Regions from separate parts of the Mus musculus genome. Here region 2 is linked to region 1. A link is a contact called in public HiChIP or PLAC-seq data. All regions are on one chromosome and are shown on one strand. The core of a region is the stretch at or near the end of the contact, and the rest is flanking DNA. Distances in the headings are between cores, read along the strand shown. Region 1 overlaps Gm19696 (predicted gene, 19696). Region 2 overlaps Thada (thyroid adenoma associated).

Region 1 (6,938 bases), core at 3,786-6,285:
CACACACACACACACACACACACATCATAGGGATTTGTGTAAAAAGCTCTTTCCTAAGCAATCTGCTCTGTTTGATTATTATAATCACCCTATGAAGGAGATAATGTTCCTGTGCCCATTTTATAGTTCTGGAAACTGAAACCCAGAGACAGATGAACTAAGCACACAGTGGGAGGTCAGGTTACTAAGACATACAGTAGGTAGTCCTCTGATCTCAAGCCCAACTGTCCGCTTCAGGCTACATTTTTGCTTTAATCTCTTAGATTATACCATCAATAGTCTTTTCCTCCTCCTTCTTCTTCCTCCTCCCCCTTTTCTTCTTCCTTCCCCTCTTCCTCCTCTTCCTCCTCCTCCTGAGACCAGGCCTCACTATGTAGCCTGGTCTGGCCTGACACTTATTCTGTAACCTTGCCTTCCTCGGTGCTGGGATTACAAGTATGTACCTATAGCTGTCATGTCCCAGTTTGTGTGGTATGTGTATCAGTGTAGTGTGTATATGTTTGGATATGTGTGTAGTGTGTGGTGCGTGGTTTGTGTGTGTGTGTGTGTAGTGTATGTGTGGTGAACATGTATAGCATATATATATGGTATGTGAAACATGTGTTATGTGGTATATGTGTGTCATATATGTCTATACAGTGAGTGTATGGTATATGCATGGTTTATGTGTGTATGATGTATGTGAAGTATGTGGGAGTATATGTATGTATGTATTGTGTGTGGGATATATAAATGTATGATGTAATGTGTTAGATGGCTATATGTATCTGTGGTGTGTGATATGTAGTACATGTGTGTGATATAAGTGTATGTATGTGTGTGTTGTTTGTGTATGTATATGTGTATGGGATATATAAGTGTGTAATGTAATGTGTTAGATGGGTATATGTATATGTGGTATGTGATATGTAGTACGTGTGTGATATAAGTGTATGTATGTGTGTGTTGTTTATGTATGTATATGTGTATATATATATATATATACATATATATATATATGATCAGTGTGTGTGTGTGTGTGTGTGTGTGTGTGTGTGTGTGCGCGCGTTCACCTATGTGTACAAATGTAGAGGTCAGAAGTCAAACATTGGGTGTCTCCTTCGATGGATCAAGTCCCAGCTAGTTTTATGTCAACTTGACACAAGCTAGAGTTATCTGAAATGAAGGAACCTCAATTGAGAAAATGCCTCCATGAGATCCAGCTGTAAGGCATTTTCTTAATAGGTGATCAATGGGGGAGGGCCTAGCCCACTGTGAGTCTGTAAGAAAGCAGGCTGAGCCAGACATGAGGAGGGAGCAAGCCAGCAAGCAGCACCCCTGAATGGCCTCTGCATCAGCTCCTGCTTCCTGACCTGCTTGAGTTCCAGTCCTGACTTCCTTTGGTGATGAACTGTGATGTGGAAATGTAAGCTGAATAAACCCTTTCCTCCCCTGCTTTGCTGGTGGCAAAGGGTAATCCTGACTGAGACAGATCTCCACCTCAATTTTGAGGCAGGTCTCACTGCCTAAGAGTGAGCCTTAGACCTGCCTGAGCTGTCAGCCAAAGAACTCCCCATAGATCTTCCTGCACTGGTCTTGGATCCTCCTCAGGGCTCGTGACTCCAAGACTCCACAGGTAAATTTCTGGCTCCTGCTTGCCAGCCCAGTGGGCTCTGGGAGGAAGGGCAGGGAACTGACCTGGCTTTGAACAATCTGATCTAGAAATGCCACATGGACTGGTGAGAGTGTTCAACCGCAGTTCCCAATGACCCTTTCACAGGGGACCCGAGACCATCAGAAAACAGACATTTACATTGTGATTCATAATAGTAGCAAAATTACAGTTATAAAATACCAACAGAGATAATGTCATGGGCGGGGGTCAGCACAGCATGAGGTCACAGCATTAGGAAGTCTGGGAAGCACTGGTTTAACAGGTAAGGGAGGCTGCTACCACGTCTGGGAACCTCGGCTTGATTCCTGGGCCCCAGTGGTGGAAGGAGAGAACCAATTCCTCCAAGTTGCCCTCTGACCTCCACACCCCACACAGGGACATGTGTGCCCACACACCCTCTCACAAGCTCACACACCCAGTGGTTCTGACAGTATGAAGTGTCCTGGTGTGGGGCAGAGGCAAGCAGGCAGGAGAGCTGGCTGGGTGGGATACAGTCTTCTGGGGCGGCCGCTCACAGCGAGCTATGCTCTTCCAGATGCTGAACGGAGCGCCGGAGCTGTGGGTCCCTCCCTGGGACAGGCAGTAATTCTGAATGTGTGCTGAACGGTCAGTGGTTTCCTATCTCTCTCCGATACACACACTCCTAGGTCCTCTGTGATCTCCTCAACTCCACCCCCTCCATTCCAAGCCCTGTATAAAGAGCGTCAGGGTTAGTGAGAAGGCTTGGGGGTAAGCAAGGGTATTGTTCACCACCAAGACCAGCAACCTGGATGTAATCTCCGGCACCTACATGGTAGAACACAAATGAGTCACAACGTTGTCCTCCGATTTGTGACTGGCACATGCTTATTGTGACACACACGCCCCCCCCCCCCCACACACACACATGTGTAAACAAACAACAAATAATTAAAAAAAAAAAACTAAAGAAAGGTTATCTACCTGTTTCAGTCTTGGATCTTCCCTCAGGCCCGTAGTCTGAGCAAGACCTGGCCGTCAGTTTTAGAGTCTCTCTGCCCTGGAGAGTCTGACTCTGTCCCGCCACCTGGATGCATGCTGGGTCACTGTTCACTGCTTCACACCAGCAGTGACATAAAACTGGCCGGGGCTTCATCCATAGAAGGAGACACCCAATGTTTGACTTCTGACCTCTACATTTGTACACATAGGTGAACACACACACACACACACACACACACACACACATACACATACACACACCGCCCTATACATATATACCACACACACATATATAATGATCATATACATATACACATATACATACAACACACATACATACACATATATCACACACACATACACATATATCACACACATGTACTATATATATACACATATACACATATACATACAACACACATACATACACATATATCACACACCACATATACATATAGCCATCTAACACACAGACATGTTCCATGCACTCCACACACCTTGAGCAATGTACTCCCAACTGTTCCCAGCGTGGTAGGCTCATCTGCCTTTGAGTTCCTCGTTTTTTTCAACATGCTGTTTGCTGGGCCCCAGATGGCTCACGTCCACTCCCCCACCGCCATGACATTGGCTGTTCTCACGTCTCACCGCCAGGCCCTCTGCCCTGAGCTAACACACGCTGATTCACCTTCTCAAAAGGCCTGTGAAGGAAGTACACAAATGACAGTCATTGTTTAGATGGAACCTGAAGCTAAGGGGACTGAAGGGTGATTGATACTCATCTACCATCTGCTGCCCCTCCCAGGGTCACTTTGGGCATTCCTTCCCAAGGACTCTCCCTTCTAACAACCACCAACACAGCATACACCAGGCAGACGAAACCTGCTTCCAGCACCGCCCCATAAGGCACCTTCTACGACCCGATTCTCAGAGATTCCTGTCTTCCTCTCTATGACACAACCTTGCAAGAGCTAGGTTTCAGGCTAGCCTGAGTCACCACCCACCTGGACCAAGCATCGCATCGAGCTAGCTAGGTACGACCCCACGTACCTATCCCCAGACCCTTTCCTGCCTGTTCCCTCACCCCTGCACAACAAGGCCACATTTCCTGCTTCTGCCTTGCTCTGGGGTTGGACCCTGCATGCTCTGAAGGGCAGCCCATTCCTGGGCTCAGTCTGGGAGGACTGAGATTAGCACGAACTCCCTCCAGCCATCTCCCGAGCTCAGAGTGGGTTCATCCTGACCCAGCACCTGGTCACCTGGCATGATTGTACGTGTGAAGGACAGAGGAGGCCCACAGGGCAGGAACAGGAGACCCTGGGGTCTACCCCCAGTAGCCTTATTTAATGAGTATGGAATTAAAAATGGTAGCTAAGAGCAGGCACAGACAAGGGAGCATTCCAGAAGCCCTGGTGACATAAGGGCCCTCCTCCTGCCTTCCCAAGACAGAGATGGGTTGGGGATTCTGTCAAGTGTCACATACCTGCCCCCAGCATTCCTGGGTGGCCGCAGTAATAGGTTCTGTACATCACAGATTGCGGTGTTTCACAACAAAGTGTGGACTTTAGACCACATCAGAATCCAGCAGAGAATAACTGAATGCTTGCTCCATCACCCCGACAACGTCCAGAGTGGGAGACTGAGGTTCAGGCAGATGTGCAGATGATGAGATGGCTCAAGGTTGTGCAGAGAGACTAGAACAGGGCTTCCTGGCCCCCACCTCTGGCTCTACAGGTTGTACTATGTCATGTCAAAGGGATCAGATGTCACAGACTGGAATAGGTTTAATTTCATGCTGTTATATCAGCAGTGGGGAGGGAGGGGCTAGGAATAAGGGGTGGAAATAAAGAGGTAACAAAGACAGTAAGCCTGGTGCACAGGCCGGGAGCTCCCTCCCTTCCTCCCTCCCTCCCTCCCTCCCTCCCTCCCTCCCGAGAAGTCTAGTCAGGTGTAGCAGGTGTGGCCAGGCTCAGCACCCAGTGCCCTAATTAACTCCTGGTGACAGTTTCTAGCTTGTGCGTTATCACCTTGGGTTTCTTGTCTTTATCAGAACCAAAGGTTGATTGGAGGCTCTGGCCAGGGCTCAAAGCAGCTGCAGTCCTACAGAGCATTTACAACTATGAATGAATAACACCCCCTCTCTCTCCCTCTCTCTCCCAGATGCCGCTGCTTCCCATAAACCTCTGCTGGCTCCTCACCTCGCTCACTCCCTTAGAGGACCACACCGCTCTTTCTTATCTGACCACTGGAGAACGGCAGAGCCCAGGCTGAGTTGGCTGGGACCCAGCTTCCTGATGGCTACACTCAGCATCCCACAAGGGTGCCCTCAGTCACGGACCTACCAGAGTCTCACAAACTGTCCCTTGGTACGTACTCCTCAGCCTCTCTCACTGGGACAAAGGTTCCTGGTTTTATCAACAGAGAGGTAGAATATTAATCTGGCCATCTCTGCCCCAGCCCTGACCCCTGATGGCCACTACTCTGCAGAGGTTAGGTGTTAGTGCCGCAGAATGGGTGAGGAAGGTATATGACCTGAATCAGACCTTTCCTGTCCCCTAGGGTTCCTGTTTGGTCCCTTGGGGAGAGTAGCCCAGAATCTGTTAGCAGAGGGAATACCTGGGTCCTCTTCCTTGCTCAGCCAGGCTCTCCAGTCTCAGTCCTATGGCAATTCCCCACACCCCAGATCTCAGCTGCACCACCACAGGCTATGTGGACTTTGAACTGTGGCCAGATCCTTGTTCCTCTGAGACTTGGCCCCTGAGCCAAGTGGTCCCTCCTCTCCTTCCACATAGATCCAGACCCTGGGCAGAACTCATTTGTGTTTGCACCCACGGAGCCCCACCCGTAGCCCTTGGCTTCTGGTCCAGAGATCACTTGGGGAAGCAGGGGTGCCTTGCAGGGATGACCTAGAGACCTCAGCAGAGGCAGCTTGCCCTTCTTTGATAGGTGTGTGGGGGGTGGGGTGGGTGGGTGTGCGCACAGGTATGTGTGCCATGCCAAAACACTCTCCTGCGACGTTCACTGTATGAAGTGACACTGTCCATACACCAGGCGGTTGCCTTTATGGCCAAGTATAAAAGGTAATCATTGGCCACTCGGAGGCCATCCTGCGCGTCAGAGCCATCCAACCTCAACCCCGCCAGGCCCTGGATTACTTTACAGTCACATAAAAGGAGCCTCCAGACTGTTCCCTGAGGACTTTGGCCCTCGAGGAAGGAGTGGTTCCTTTGAGACAACCCTTTCTTACAATGTTTACTTGACCAGAGAGGAGACCCATGCCTTTTATCTAACACTGGGATTGTCTCAGCATAGCCCACTGAGCTACACGGCCTATGTACACCTGCCCTCACCACCTGCCTCTTCCAAAGGGACCCTACAGACATTCAGACCCACCCGGCAGGGGCCTGCCCACCTTGGAGCTTAGGCAGAGCTGGCAAGTATGTTTTCCTTTGCATGGCGTGTCTCATTGAGTCCTTGCTAACCTGTGCAGTAGGCATAAACATGATGCCCATTTCACAGACAGGAAAGGCTGGGCTCAGAGAGGTCAAGCAACTTGCCCCCATCACACAGCCTCAAAAGAACCAACCCTGACAATATATATACATGGTTTCCAAACTCTTCTATGTACTGCTGCCATTGAAAGCAACTCTTAGCTGCGCTTCAATACACTTGTTTACCTGTCATCATAAAGCACAAAGCTGCGATCAGAAGTCTGTGTATCACACATCAGTAAATGTCGCACCCCAGTGCTGATGCTCAAACCAGGTCAAACCAACGCAACGCTCTTCCCAAGTCTGCGGGGAGCCCTGAGCTTAACTCAGAAGGGAAGACAGGCAAGTCTCATGTTCTGGAAGGACATTCCCATAGAAGAAATGCCCAGAGCAAACCTCAACTGGTATAGAAAGGCAGGGATGCTGGGCCCAGGAGAAGCCCTGAGGAATAGGAGAGCCAGAGACTCTCAGCAGAGGCCAGCTTCGTCTGCCTGCTAGTGCTAGGCCTTGTGTAGATTGTTGCTGAGAGCCACAGAGAGCTCGTGACCAGAAGCATGACTTTACCAGAGCTGAGTTCCAGAAACTTCTCTATGGCTGCAGCGGAGAGTAGGGATTGCAGTATCAGATTAGTATTTCCCAAGCTTTATAAAGCAGCCCCTGAAGTCCTACGGCCTGAGACTGAAAGCTGTTGGGATAACTTCCCTTCTGGCCCTAAGCATCCATGCTGTGTTTACCAACCGTGGTGGGCTCTGCTACCTCCGTGGCCTTGGTTTCTCATCTATACAAGGACAACACAACAGTACGTAGCCTAGAGCTACCAGGGAGAACTGTGGTGG
Region 2 (6,069 bases), core at 285-2,784, 130 kb after region 1:
CTCCCTTCATCAACACCATTTTACTGAAACAACCAACCAACCCCCCCCCCCACACACACACATTTTTCTTACTCACCTTGAGATCTATTCTCATATTCTCAAAAGCCTATTTTCCTCATCAGACTATAAGATTTATTTAACAGAATGACAAATAGCCAACTGCATGCCAACAGAGCACCAGTCCTCCCACAGGCCCTGAGGCCACAGGGATGGCTGCCTGAACCAAGAAATATAACTTTCCCACAGTGTCCTGGTACCATGCAGCCCTGACATTGGGAGAGGCTGCAGGCCTGATGGCTTTGGAAGTCTTGAGTCTGCTTCTGCCTAGCAAGGGGGAGTAAGGCCATGAGCATGGGAAGAACATTTCTAACTGGGTGCTAGAACTACAGTGGCTGATGGCTTAGCCTTTGCTAAGTTCATAAACTATGAACTTTGTCTCAGGGTCAACAGCAGCTCTCACTTGGAGCTGGCCAAGTATTTAGGTGCTCAGGTCCTACCTTCAGTCTAACTAGTGACTTCTGAGAACACGTTCTATCTGAGCAGCTCTATTTTAGACAGTCCAACATGACAAGCAGTGTCTGGACACATGGAGGCAGTAAGGTCCAGGAAAAAGCTTGACAAGGACTTGGCAGCTGAGTACAGATATTAGCAGTTTTCAGTGGGGTCCACGCCTGTTCAGCTGTGTAGATGGATGGGTTCTCCTGACCTCTGAGGGTTACATCTCTGCAAATGCATAGGGACTTCACAGGGTTTTCCGTATTTAAATCCCAGATCCAGGAGTTTGCCTGAGAACCTGTTTTGTTGCCCTCTTTACACTGCACTGTGGTTTTAAGAAATAGTTGCAGTGCCTAAGTCAGTCTGGCCTCGCCCAGAAAAGGCTGATAAACAAACTGACCCAAGTACTGCCTGTTCTACTTTAGCCACATCTTAAAAGATGAAAATGTAACACGACCCTCTGGAACAAGGACCACATGAGGGTCCCTGGCTTCAGTGGACTTGGGAAGGCAAAGGCATTTATTTCTACAGCAGAGTCTCTCAGGGTGGGAGTTGACACTGGGAGGTTTTAAATCTTCCCCGGTGATTCCAGCATTCTACCCTGAGCATCAGGAACTATTGTTTGGAATGAAAACTTGCTACCAGCCAACCTGGCATTTGTTAGTGCCAAGACCAGGAGTCACAGTCTCCTGTGGGATCCTAATGGGAGAAGTGGCTGGGTGAGTACAGCAGTGATGTGTGTAAAGCACGCTCTATTAAAAGCAATGACCAGAGCCAGAGTGGTAGTGTCCCAGTGTCATCCCAGCAGTAGGAGGGCCGTGGCTGGCCTAGGCTAAGGAGCAAGGCTCTGTCTGTCTCAAAGTAAAATTAAAGCTATCACCATCCCCACTCTCCCAGGAGGAGGCTAGCAAGACAGAATGTGCAAACAAGCACACACAAAGAGACATAAAGCACATGGCTTGCTACCAGGATCTGAACAAGTTTTTGTTTGTTACCTGGCACCCCTGGCAGAGCACACAGTACACCCAGGCCCTAGTGGTACCCTGGGAAAGCCCAGGGAAAAGTCCTTATGAACCAGAAACAAAAGGTTAAAGCGTGTCAGTTACTGTGTTAAAACATTGAAAGTAAAAGTTGAAAACATAACCATACTTGTTTGCCTTATCTCTTGAACTTATGCCAAACTAAACTAGTGTTATACATAGGGTGTGTCAACACAGAAAAGTTAATTTTCTAATACCAAGAGCATTTTGAGATAAACTCATGGAATCATATATATTGATTGCTTCATCCAGAGCTTGGTACAAAGTAGGCATTCCAAAAATAACTTTTAAAAACCCTTAAACTTTTGGCAAGGTCTCCATGCACTGTTTGTGGGACGAGGGTCTCACAACGTACAGCAGCTGTAGCACTGCGCTGCCTCTCAAGAGACTTAGTCTGCTTTTAGAAATGAAACCTAAGGCCAGAGTTACAGACTGACTCCACACCACACGCAGCAATGAAGGCAAAGTAGAGCAATGAAGCCAATTATAGTGGCATATGCTTTTAATCCCAGCGCACTTGGGAGGCAGAGGCAGGTGGATCTTGGTGAGTTTCAGGAGAGTAAGAACTATATAATGAGACCAATCTCAAAAAACCCAGCAAAACAAACCAATAAGCCCAATCTCTCTCTCTCCGCCCCCTCATACATACACACACACACACACACACACACACACACACACAGGCATAGAGACACACAGAGAGATGCTTAAGCCCACTTTTCAACAAAAGATTCTTTTCCTAGTTAATCAAAAAGGCAAAATTAGGCAAAATTATTTTTTTTGTAGAGATGGATAGTGATAGGAAAAATCAACCCCCCAATTCCCCAAATTGAAAAAAAAAAAAACTCTGAAGAAATAATAGAGATTTTAGTTTTTGTTTGTACTTGCTATTTTTAAATGTTTTAAGTATGAAGTTACTATGTTAACCCCAGCACTTCTATCTCTTGGCTGTCCCATCACACGCTGCCAATGACAGCTCTACTTTCTGTGTCTATGAACTATCTGCTCAGCCAGCCATCTCTCGGGGTACCTCCATGTGGTGGCACAGGTCAGATCTCTCTTGCTGCTTGGGGATATAGCTGTGGCAGCGCACTGGCCTAGCATGTGGAAAGGCCTGGGTTCAATCCCTAGTTGAGGATGGGAACTTCTCTTTTAAAGATGGACTAATGTTACCATATGTATATAGCATATTTTGCTTACATTGTCAGCAATGAACACTGCTGTTCTGTGGTTTGGTGACCAGGAAGAACGTTGCTCTGAGCATAGCAGTACAACCATCGAAGCCTGCTTTCTCTTTCTCTGAACTTAGACGGAGAACTGCAGGATTAGATACTGATTCTATTTCCAGTTTTTAAGGAAGTGTGATACCATTTTCCATAGCAGCCATAAAGTTTTAAGTAATAATAATAGCAAATATTTTCATATTGCCAAGTGAAAAAAAGGAAGCTATAACTTTTATACTTAATAGAACCTTAGCTATGTTTTTTAAAAAAAGGAAAAAGATGATGTAACCACAGAGAACTGTGCTAAGAGTAGATTTCACTTTTATATTGTTTTTCAAATTATTTTTCCTTGCTATGAATGATAGCCAAGGAAAACCAGGGATGAAGTTCTGTAGAGAATGTTTCCCTTCGGCCATCCCATTCCCCACCCCAGAGCCCAGCAGCACACAAAGCTCACCTGCTTATCTTCTTCAGTTTGGTTTGTTTTTTTGAAACTGTTTCACTGAGTAGCTCAGACTGGTCTGAAATTTGCAACAGCCCCTTTGTCTCCGTACCCCTAAGTAGTAGGATTAACACACGTGTACCCACACACATGGTTTATGTCATCAAGTTTTCTAAAAGGAACATCCAATACATATTTACTCTTTTATGGCTGAGGGAAACACAAGATAACAAACCACTTCTGAAAAAACTGAAGCCCAATATAATTGTAATCCCAAGTCACAGCCAAGGTAAACAAGCCGTTTCCTCTGAGTCCTGCTTGAGAGAGCTTTTCAAAGTTCTTTCTGTTAGGGTGGAGCCTGTGACTGCTAGGACAGCAGAGCTGCAGCCTGAAGACAGCAAGCGCAGCAGGAGGACCATCCAAGGGGCCTGGACTGCACCCTGTTGTGGCATCCCTAGACAATGTTGTGACATCCCTAGACAATGTTGTGACATCCCTAGACAATGTTGTGACATCCCTAGACAATGTTGTGACATCCCTTCCCAGGACGGGGCTCATTCTGAATCTCACTTGCTTCCTGACCTGGGCAAGATTTCCACCCCACCGGGATCTGGTAACTGCTGCCCTCACACCGGGATCTGGTAACCGCTGCCCTCACACGGGGATCTGGTAACCGCTGCCCTCACACGGGGATCTGGTAACCGCTGCCCTCACACCGGGATCTGGTAACCGCTGCCCTCACACCGGGATCTGGTAACCGCTGCCCTCACACGGGGATCTGGTAACCGCTGCCCTCACACCGGGATCTGGTAAATGCTGCCCTCACACGGGGATCTGGTAAATGCTGCCCTCACACCGGGATCTGGTAAATGCTGCCCTCACACCGGGATCTGGTAACCGCTGCCCTCACACCGGGATCTGGTAAATGCTGCCCTCACACCGGGATCTGGTAACCGCTGCCCTCACACCGGGATCTGGTAACCGCTGCCCTCACACGGGGATCTGGTAACCGCTGCCCTCACACGGGGATCTGGTAACCGCTGCCCTCACACGGGGATCTGGTAACCGCTGCCCTCACACGGGGATCTGGTAACCGCTGCCCTCACACGGGGATCTGGTAACCGCTGCCCTCACACCGGGATCTGGTAACCGCTGCCCTCACACCGGGATCTGGTAACCGCTGCCCTCACACCGGGATCTGGTAACCGCTGCCCTCACACGGGGATCTGGTAACCGCTGCCCTCACACGGGGATCTGGTAACCGCTGCCCTCACACGGGGATCTGGTAACCGCTGCCCTCACACGGGGATCTGGTAACCGCTGCCCTCACACCGGGATCTGGTAACCGCTGCCCTCACACGGGGATCTGGTAACCGCTGCCCTCACACGGGGATCTGGTAACTGCTGCCCTCACACCGGGATCTGGTAACCGCTGCCCTCACACGGGGATCTGGTAACCGCTGCCCTCACACCGGGATCTGGTAACCGCTGCCCTCATACCAGAGGAAAGAACTGGACTGAGAAGGGAAGGCTGAGAAAGGGAGAAGGGAGGACAGGAAGGATTAATGAGCTGATTTCCATAAGACTCCTGACATCCTGGAATGAAAAGCAGCCTGCAAGAGCAAATGCCATGTTCTTTATTCAAACCACATTCCCACCCAGCCATTTATCATGGAAAAGTCCCCAACAACGTTGCTCAACCAGCTCATATAAATAAACCCTGATTAATCTTGTAAAGTATAAACACAAATGTATGACAAAAGTCTGTATGCTTTTAACTTCAGAGTTCAAATTTTAAAATTCACTTGATTATCTGTAGCTCCCATAATTTTTTTTTTTTTTTAAAAGAAACCTTTTGGAACAAAAGGACAGATAAATGGCTCGTGCCCTAAACCCTCGAGCTCACTGGACTGAATGAACTCAAGGATTGAATAAACTACAGGAGGAAAAATGTGTTACTGCCAGAACCGAAACAAACTGTTTGTTGTTTCTTCCTTCCTTTTTTTTTTTTTTTTTTTTTTTTTTGAGACAGGGTTTCTCTGTGTAGCCCTGGCTGTCCTGGAACTCACTCTGTAGACCAGGCTGGCCTCAAACTCAGAAATCTGCCTGCCTCTGCCTCCCAAGTGCTGGGATTAAAGGCTGCACCACTGCCCAGCAACTAAGTTTCTTTTCTTGGCAACAGTAATTTCTCATAGGTTACATTAGAAAGCTACAGAGAGGCCTCAGTAAGTCCAAGGCACATTTATCTTTCATATGTAAATGCCCAGGAATATAAAGGGGCCTCTTCAGCAGTTGACTCTGGAATACTCCCACAGTAACATCTTCATGGCAAAGCAGGGAAGAAAGTCAGAAAGGTTTTGCTCTGATAGGCAACTACCATGACCCTAAATGGGTTCATCTGAGCATTCAGTTGACCTGTGTAGACAAACATTTTCCACAGCAAGAGGCCCTCAGAGACAAGGCAGGCCCAGGACAGGTGATATTTTCATTACCTACATGGAGTTCTACGGTTTCCAACTCAGCCTGTGGCATTCCTCAATAATGTGGGTAATACAGAATGGCTCCTGCAAAGCTCTGGAATATCCTCAGCTTCTGCAGCACGATTTCCTCCCAAACTCTACCCTAGGCTCGAACACACCCTGATTAATACTTGTAAAAACCGTATGTTGGGGAGCAAGAGGAGGCCTGGCATTAGGAGCCACCTACTGAGTGGGAAGTTCACACTTGGATAAGAGAGCTGACTGTAGGAAGCACAACTGTGGCTTTCCTGTGCTCTGGGCAAGGAGGCAGAACCCAGTGAGCTCATGTGACTCAGGGCTGTATTTTCTAGGCTAAGGCTAAAGAAATCAGAGGAAAAAACCTCAGAAGG

Evidence for each region. HiChIP or PLAC-seq counts read pairs in DNA pulled down with a chosen protein or histone mark.
Region 2: a FOXA1 HiChIP or PLAC-seq map of pancreatic cancer cells shows a contact between it and region 1. The contact joins two enhancer-like sites. A contact is called at or near these places in 5 of 115 datasets of contacts at active chromatin or transcription factors (the HPC-7 cell line, bone marrow-derived macrophages, embryonic stem cells and 2 more).

What each region holds. Positions count from the first base shown.
Region 1 is chr17:84,132,241-84,139,178 of GRCm38.p6, forward strand. Gm19696 (predicted gene, 19696) reads right to left here. Exons shown (of 4, transcript NR_168022.1): 2 at 3,112-3,312; 3 at 2,597-2,762; 4 at 1,777-2,344. Among named protein-coding and RNA genes, the nearest start is that of Gm19696, 21 kb to the right of the region's middle. Within about 2 kb of position 5,036, at least 27 of the 459 cell types and tissues checked have an H3K27ac peak or open chromatin away from gene starts, as enhancers often do. A contact at or near this core is called in pancreatic cancer cells, where this site is marked.
Region 2 is chr17:84,265,082-84,271,150 of GRCm38.p6, forward strand. All of the region lies in intron 30 of Thada (thyroid adenoma associated), which reads right to left. Among named protein-coding and RNA genes, the nearest start is that of Gm24492, 20 kb to the right of the region's middle. Within about 2 kb of position 1,535, at least 74 of the 459 cell types and tissues checked have an H3K27ac peak or open chromatin away from gene starts, as enhancers often do. A contact at or near this core is called in pancreatic cancer cells, where this site is marked.